2 separate regions of the Hordeum vulgare genome follow, and region 1 is linked to region 2. Evidence: chromatin contacts called from public Hi-C data. All regions are on one chromosome and are shown on one strand. The core of a region is the stretch at or near the end of the contact, and the rest is flanking DNA. Distances in the headings are between cores, read along the strand shown. Region 1 holds the start of LOC123439347 (transcription factor MYBS2-like). Region 2 has its middle 66 kb from the start of LOC123439347.

Evidence for each region. A called contact is a pair of places that touch in the nucleus more often than the background predicts.
Region 1: a contact with region 2 is called in a Hi-C map of leaf, with 4 times the contacts expected there. The contact joins the promoter of LOC123439347 here to the enhancer-like site in region 2. A contact is called at or near these places in 2 of 6 Hi-C or Micro-C datasets (leaf and seedling) and 1 of 1 datasets of contacts at active chromatin or transcription factors (embryo).

What each region holds. Positions count from the first base shown.
Region 1 is chr1H:386,092,474-386,096,395 of MorexV3_pseudomolecules_assembly, forward strand. LOC123439347 (transcription factor MYBS2-like) reads left to right here and starts at 1,369. Exons shown (of 5, transcript XM_045116075.1): 1 at 1,369-1,849; 2 at 2,246-2,475; 3 at 2,579-2,656; 4 at 2,757-2,813; 5 at 2,917-3,355. The coding sequence starts at 1,579. The coding sequence ends at 3,093.
Region 2 is chr1H:386,025,582-386,029,494 of MorexV3_pseudomolecules_assembly, forward strand. No RefSeq gene overlaps it. Among protein-coding and RNA genes, the nearest start is that of LOC123439347, 66 kb to the right of the region's middle. Within about 2 kb of position 2,385, at least 2 of the 3 cell types and tissues checked have open chromatin away from gene starts, as enhancers often do. A contact at or near this core is called in leaf and seedling, where this site is marked.

The DNA of each region.
Region 1 (3,922 bases), core at 119-2,618, 66 kb after region 2:
TTTGAGGTGGATCCATGTGTCTGATCCGACCTGGCGGATGCGCCCAGGCGCGTTTGGGCCTCCCCATATCTGCCCCATATATGGTTTGCATATGAGGAGTGTCGATTAGTCCATAGAATAGGGCGAGTTCAAGGGGGTCGACTGGGTCACGATTCAGTGACCGGTCACTGATCGGAGTGTCTACCCAGATGTATAAGGTGCATTTCAGGAGCACGGCTATAAATACTCATGAATGCTGATCAGACCGATCATATAAAACCGAGCGTATGTATTGATGACTAGAGTCATGAAACTTCAAAATGGTCGAAGTTGTCACATGCATCTCGTTATTATAGAAAAGCCCATCTCCTACAAGGAAGTCATCTAACTTAATGAGGCATCATATATATCAAACCGGGTGTTGAATATAGTCAACCACCACTAAACAAACAAACCAATGGTTTGTTCTAATAAAACTTGTGATTTTGCATAGCTACAACTTGTGGCTTTTCAATGTATTTGCTAGCACGGGATCGCCTAAACTTGCGTTAATTTCAGGTGATATTTGTAGACATATTATCTACTTTATGATACATATATTTATTTGTTATCAGAATGACACATAAACTGGTTTGAAGGTGTCAAAAAGGAGTTGAAGGAGGTGGCTAAGTCACACAGGTTAGGAACAAATACATAGGTTGGGCAGCTGGCTAAGAGATGAGGGAGGAGATATAAGCTTATTTTCGTTACTCGAGGTAGAGTTTGTGATGGGGGTACATGTGGAGGTGGCAAGAGAGGTACGCCGAAGGGTGGGTCGGCTATGAGAAGGACAACAATAGCAATGTTGACGGCCAATAGACGATGGGAAAATAAAAAGTGATGATGGTTATGTATATGATGGATAGGCGGAAAAATTAAAACAAGAGTAGTGATGTACAATGCACGGAGAATATGAGACTCTCTCGGCCTTGAGATGCTACCATGCTACGAGCTCCTAGAAACTGTTGGATCTCAAATCCAATGGCTCCCAGAACATTTTGCAAAGAAATCCCTTAGAAGTTCAAGAATTACGCACGAATAGACTACGTTAGATATGATATCCAACGGTCCACGAGTGTGTATCACCTAAAACTTCCTCCTACAATGCAGTATGACATGGCGGCAGCGGGCGTGGCAAAGGGGTGGTCCATCCTACAATTTCTCCATAGCGTAGATAGTTTAAAATAAATAAAAAATTGAAAACGAGGCAGGAGATTAAGAAGTGAAGCATTTACGGTTGGCTAAAGTATGAGTGTTTTTATTTTCTTGAATTAAAAGCCTGCTCCAGAAAGTAAGTTGTGGAGAAAAAAAGAAGCTGGACGCGCTTATAAATGGAGAACGAGGGGAGACGGTAGCAGGTGCCGGTAAGTAGGCAGTGAGGACAAAGCCACCCACCCACCGATCGAGAGTCAGTCTCTCCCGGCCCTCCCTCCCCTCGTGCGGTAGCCTCCAAATCATCCAACGTCCAATCCACTTCCAACAAGATACCGCCACCATCCTCCGCCTGATCCGACCTCTTCCGTCAGCGACAGCGACCCCGCAACGCCCGGCTCCGTCGGGATGGAGGAGGAGGGCGGCGCGAGGAAGGCGGTGCTCTTCAGGCTGTTCGGCGTCGAGGTCCGCGGAGCGGAGGAGGAGGAGGAGGATGACGCGGAGCCCATGGAGCTCAAGAAGAGCACCAGCATGCCCAACCTCGCCTCCATCGGCCCGATTCTACCGCGCGGCGAGGCCAGCGCCAGCCACGACAAGGGCTACGCCTCCGACGACGGCGAGCTGGCGTCCACGCCGCAGCTCAAGCGCCGCCGCCGCAAGGCCCAGGAGCGCAAGAAAGGTAACAGCTTGATCAACCTCCATCTGGATCACGCAAGGTTTCTTGGTTCTTCTACCCTCCTGTCTGCCTTGTGCAACCCGTAGAGAGCTCTACTGTTCCATTCCTTCGTGCGGTGTACAGATTCCGGCCGTTTTTTGGGCATAATCATCTGATCGCTTAACTAATCTAGTGATTTGTGAGTGGAAATTCCGTCCTGGATCAAAGGAATTAAGAAACTGACTTGGAGCTATCATGACCTTTATGTATCATCCAATCCAAGTGTACTAGTCGATGGATCTTACGATCCCACCTGAACAACAATTTGATTAGTCGCTCCGTGTTGCTTCCTAGTAATAGTAGTTCGTACCATGAATCATCATGGCGCAAGTGGTTGATTGAGATGATATTCTGGTTCAGGGATTCCGTGGACCGAGGAGGAGCACAGGAAGTTCCTGGAGGGTCTGAAGCAGCTGGGCAAGGGGGACTGGAGAGGCATCTCCAAGAACTTCGTCACCACCAGGACGGCCACGCAGGTGGCCAGCCACGCCCAGAAGTACTTCCTCCGGCAGACCAACCCCGGCAAGAAGAAGCGCCGGGCCAGCCTCTTCGACGTCGGCATCCCCGCCGGCCACGGCTACGACGATCAGGTGCTCGATCCGGTCCAGTCCAGTTCGCGCCAAGTTAATCAAAACATCCATCGGATCCAGCACCTAACTTATGCACTCCGCTGAATTTCAAATTGGTTTTCAGCTGCCGAGTCCTCACAGTGTTGGAACCAAGCTTGCTCCTGCCGAGAAGATACTCCACACCGACCACGGCGACGTGCCGGTAAATTCCACGCAACTCGTGTTTCATTTCGTTTCCTGCTAGAACTAGATCGGGTTTCCATTTTGTCTGAGTACTGACTGAATCCTGAACCTCGCCTCAGCTACCAAGTTATTCTGAAGTCATCAGGGGCAACAACAACAACAACACCCAGATGCAGGTAAAGCCATCTAGCACCTTTAGTTGCATCTCAGAACATATCTGATGTAGTCACAACAGTGTGAGCAAAAGCTTTACAGCAACCGGGTCCTTTCTTCTGGCAGGCTGATGAACTAACTGACCATGCGAAGAAGAGATCAAAGTTCCCCACCGGAATGTCGCTGACCGCCATGGCTGCCTCCGGGCTTGAGCTGGCAATGTCTTCCTCTCCCAGCAGCATCCTGGAGCTCAGCATCGGGCCTCCTCGCCACTGCGCGGTCGATGCCATCAAGGTGCTGTGATTGATCCCCGGCTGCCGGGCTTGGCCGAAAGGATTTACCTGGTGTCCCTGTTCTTGTTGCCGTGCTAACCTTGTTGTCCGTTCGATCGTCGTAGTAGCTTCTTCAGCTAGCGTATGGAGTAAAATACATAAGAATTGTCTGCTTTGGTACTACAAGTTGGTGAAGGGAAACCAGAGAGGGGTTATGTAGTAGATTTGTTTGTACTGTATGGTTACCAGATTTAATTAATGTTATATCGGTGCTTGCATGGTGATTTAGTAAACTAATAATGTCATCAAGGCAAGGGGGTGCAGGAATTGGAGGTGGCGTTGGAAGGCATCGCGCTCATGAATTGAAAATCACACGGGTGGGGTTGGTTTCTTGTTGCCATCTGAGGAGGCAGCCATGACAGGAGAGGAGAGGACGGCTCCCTTCTTTTTGCCTGTGTGTGTGTGGCTCTGTCCGCTCGGAGCTTCCAATGGCTTCAATAATTGGGCTCTGCCTGCATTTCGCTCTCCATGTCCAGGTCCACTCACTAATCCGCCCATGGCGTGGCGACATCAATCGGGCGTGCTACGAGCATGCTGTATCCTCCTGTCCCCTGTCAGTTGTGATGCTAGCAGAGGGAAGCGGGCAGAAGCAACGAGCGAAACCGTGCCTAATTCAGAGTTTTTGTTGGTGTCGGATCATGTTGGCTGCACGAACCGTGGATAGCTGACATGTATGTGGCGTGAGTTCCTCTCCTCGCGATGATCACGATTGCAAAACCTCGTCCGTTGGTTCCGAAGCAAAAGCCTTTCCACCCGGTGAAAGTTCAGAGAAAACTGATGGGAATCGACAAGATTATCTC
Region 2 (3,913 bases), core at 1,135-3,634:
AGGAATAACATGTCGAGGATGGAGTTGCTTTTTACAAAAATGGACTCACTGAGTTGCATATCAAGGATGGACATAGAAATGCGAGAAAAATGATCGGACCCAGTTGCATACCAAAGGTAGATTTACAAATGGGACAAAAAACATCAGTTAGAACTCGGGTTGCAACTAGGAGAAAAAAATTGGTGGCCCCCATTTTGTGTTGATGATGAATTTGGAACTAAAACAAAAAAATACCGGGACTAGTTATATATCGGGTGCAAAGGCATAGCCTAACCTTTTGTAGGATCCGAAGTATGTCTAGCGGGGGTGATTAGACTACTTGACCAAATAAAAACTTAGCATTTTCCCAATTTTAGTTGTGGGCCACTTTTAGCAGTTGTAGCAAGTCAAGCACACCCTACACATGCATATCTACGAGTATTACAACAGGAAGTAAAGACGTGCAAATGTAAGTAGAGGGAAGGGATAGGAAGATCAAACGCAAAGGTTGACACAACGATTTTCGGCGTGGTCCCGATCGGTGGTGCTATTGTACGTCCACGTTAGTGGAGACTTCAATCCATGGAGGGTAACGTCTGACAGAGTCCACGGAGGGCTCCACCCACCAGGGATCCACAAAGAAGCGGCCTTTTCTATTCCACCATGGCCGACGTCCACACATGGCTAGCCTCACTCGGGGTAGATCTTCACGAAGTAGGAGATCTCCTTGCCCTTACAAACTTCTTGGTTCAACTCCACAACACGAAGTAGGAGGCTTCCAAGCGACACCTAACCAATCTAGGAGGCACCACCTCCAAAAGATAAAAGATGCGGTAGAATGATGAACTCCTTGCTCTTGTGCTTCAAAAGATAGTCTCCTCAACACTCAATCACTCTCTCACAGATTTGGCATGGATAGGAGAGATTGATTGGGTGGAAAGCAACTTGGGGAGGCTAGAGATCAAGTTTCTAATGGATGGATTGGAATATCTTGATCTCAACACATAAGTAGGTGGCTATCTCTTAGAAAAACAGATATGGCAAGTGTGTGTGTTCTCAGTGCTTCCTCTGCGAATGAGAGGTGGTGGAGGGGTATATATAGGCATCTCCAAAAATCCAACCGTTATAACATTATTGCCCAACTCGGTGACACCCACATGAATCTTGATGGTACCGAGTTGGACTAAGTGTGGCAACTGTTGGATTCTCGGTGAGACTGATATAGGAATCTCGATGGTATCGATATGGTGGCCTAGGGTAGTTTCCAAATCTCGGTGAGACCGATTTCAGAACTCGAAAATTCCGATTCCAAATCAGAAAGCTGGTCACTCATTTTCGGTGTCACCGAAATGAAAGTTGGTGGTACCGGCATTCTAGGGTTTGGCATAGGCTGTGTCTCTAGAAAAATCAGTAGGATTGAATGGAAATTGTTGGTGGCACCAATTTTGATGTTTAGGCTTTGGAAAGAGAATTTTGTAGGAAAATGGCTGAGTATTTTTGGTGGATGTCTCTAAGCACTTGAGCAACCAATTCATCATAGATTTCTCACCCCCTTTTAATAGTATTGACATTCCTATAGACTCAAAAGTGATTTCTCACAAATATAAAATGCAGAGTCTTGTAGCTTGAAGCTTGACCAATACTATTCCTTTCCTTGCTTCAAGGGGCTTCTCCTCACAATCATTTAGCCAATGCATCTTTGAACTTTTTTTAAATATACTTGGATAGAATCATTAGTTCAATGACACATATGTTGTTATTAATTACCAAAACCACCTTAGGAAGCAATTGTGCTTTCACCTTTCTATAACGCATATATCTTTGACATTGAACTTGAAAGGAAATAGAAAAGGGAACGACAAGTAACATAGCATGCATGTTCGGCTTCTACAACACACATCGGGTAAGAATTGTGCCACAAGAGTGCAAGCGAGGTGAAAGATAAAGCTAAACGGGCCTAGCCAACAAACATGATACGAACAAATAAACATCGGCTAACGAGGTAAAAGATAAAGCGAAAAATAAAATCAAACGGTGACAAATTTAGACGAAACATCATTTAATAATATTGTAAATTTAAAATATGCTTATGATATTTAAAAAACAAGGATATTAAAATGACCAAGAAAGAGGAAAGCAGGAAAAACTAAAATTTAAAACCCAAAAGAGAAATTGGAAAAAACGAAACAAGGAAAAAAGACCTTGTTTCAAAAGATCAAACAAAAAATACAAGTTGCCACCCTAAGGTCTTATAATTCTTGGAGCGTACCTATATCGTGTTTTGTGCCTCGCCGCTCTCAATCATATTGATTCAAAAAATATGCAACCAACAAGCACACGGATAGCCCAATCCACAAATAAAATGTATAAATAAGCCCACAACAAAGACAAACAACGGCTTTCAGCCCGAGTTCGTGAAAAAGAAAACCCAACAACGGCCCACCCTAACTAACATGGATTTGGACATGCATGGGACCTCCTAATTGGCGCCTTTCAGCGTCGGTTAGAAGATCGGGCGCCCACACGAACGCAACGGATCGTGGCCTATTTAAGCATCGCTTCCCTCGCTCGCTCCCACTCCTTTTCCATCTCTCGCTTGATGAACTAGTATTTTCTCGGCTCTGATATGCTGCTGGTTCTCAAAAAGACAAACCTCCGTTTTTTATTCAATTTAAATATGTTCGTAAAATAAAAAAAACATTCACATCTTATATTAAAATGTTCATGGTTCACAAAAGTTCATGAAATTGAAAAAGAAATTACGCACAAAAATCACAAATCATGAAAAGTTCATCAATTCTGAAAACCAATCATATATTTTGAAAAAAAAATCATTTTGATAAAAGCTCATCAAATTTTAAAAAAGATCAGCGATTTTTAAATAATTTCACGAATTTAAGAATAGTTAATCAATTTTGAGAAAAGGTTCATGAATTTGAAAAAAAGTCATCGCTTTAGAAAAAACTTTACCACTCTTCAAAAAAGTTCATCAAAATCGGTAAATAATAACCTAATTTGAAAAGGTTTATCAATTTAAGAAAAGGTTCACGAATTTTAAAATTAACATTAAAGAAAACAACAAGAAGAAATGAAAAAGATAAGACAAAGAAAAAAACAAGCCTAAATGGTGGACGAAGTAAAGGAGAAAAAGTGAAATAAATCTACGCAAGTTGGAGGCTGGTTGTTGGTTAGTGCCGAACCGATGCAACAAATGGTCGTGGGTTTGATCTACAGTGCGTGCTCATTTTTTAGTTGCTAGAAAACTGGAAGGAAAAAATAAATCTTGATGTACGAATTTTAAAGACAAACAAAGATGAACGGGTTTGAACTTAGATGTAAGATAAATATGTTACATTTAGATGTGAAATAGTAAATCTGTTTATATAATATGCAGGGCCTAGTTTGTAGTTTTAAGTTTATGTTGTGTAGATGACTCATGACTGTACTGTTTGTGGATGAATCTAGAGAAAATTCCTTATATAACACTATTTTAAATGTTGGTTCCTTATTTAACACTCAAAAAATGTTTCTTCCTTATGTAGCACCGAGTGTAAATATTTTGCCTTATCTAACATTTCTGGTCATTCTGTTAGCCCACGCCGTTAAAGTGAAATTGCATTGATGAAACTGTCCATGTCCATAGAAAAAAAAAGAAAGGAGAGAAACCCCCGAGCGATGCCTCTCTCCCACGACAGAACCCAACCCATTCTTTCTCTCGTTCACCCAAACCCTAGCGAGATGGACGGCGGCGGTGCCACAGATGGATCCGCACCGGAGGGGCCCGGCCAGGCCACGACGCCGGATGGATCCGGCCAGGGCACGATGTCAGATGGCCCCGGCCAGGGCGCGACGCTGGAGGGGGCCGGCCAGGGCGCGACGTCAAAGGGGGTCGGCCACGGCGCGACGCCGGAGGGGGCCGGCCATGGCGCGACGC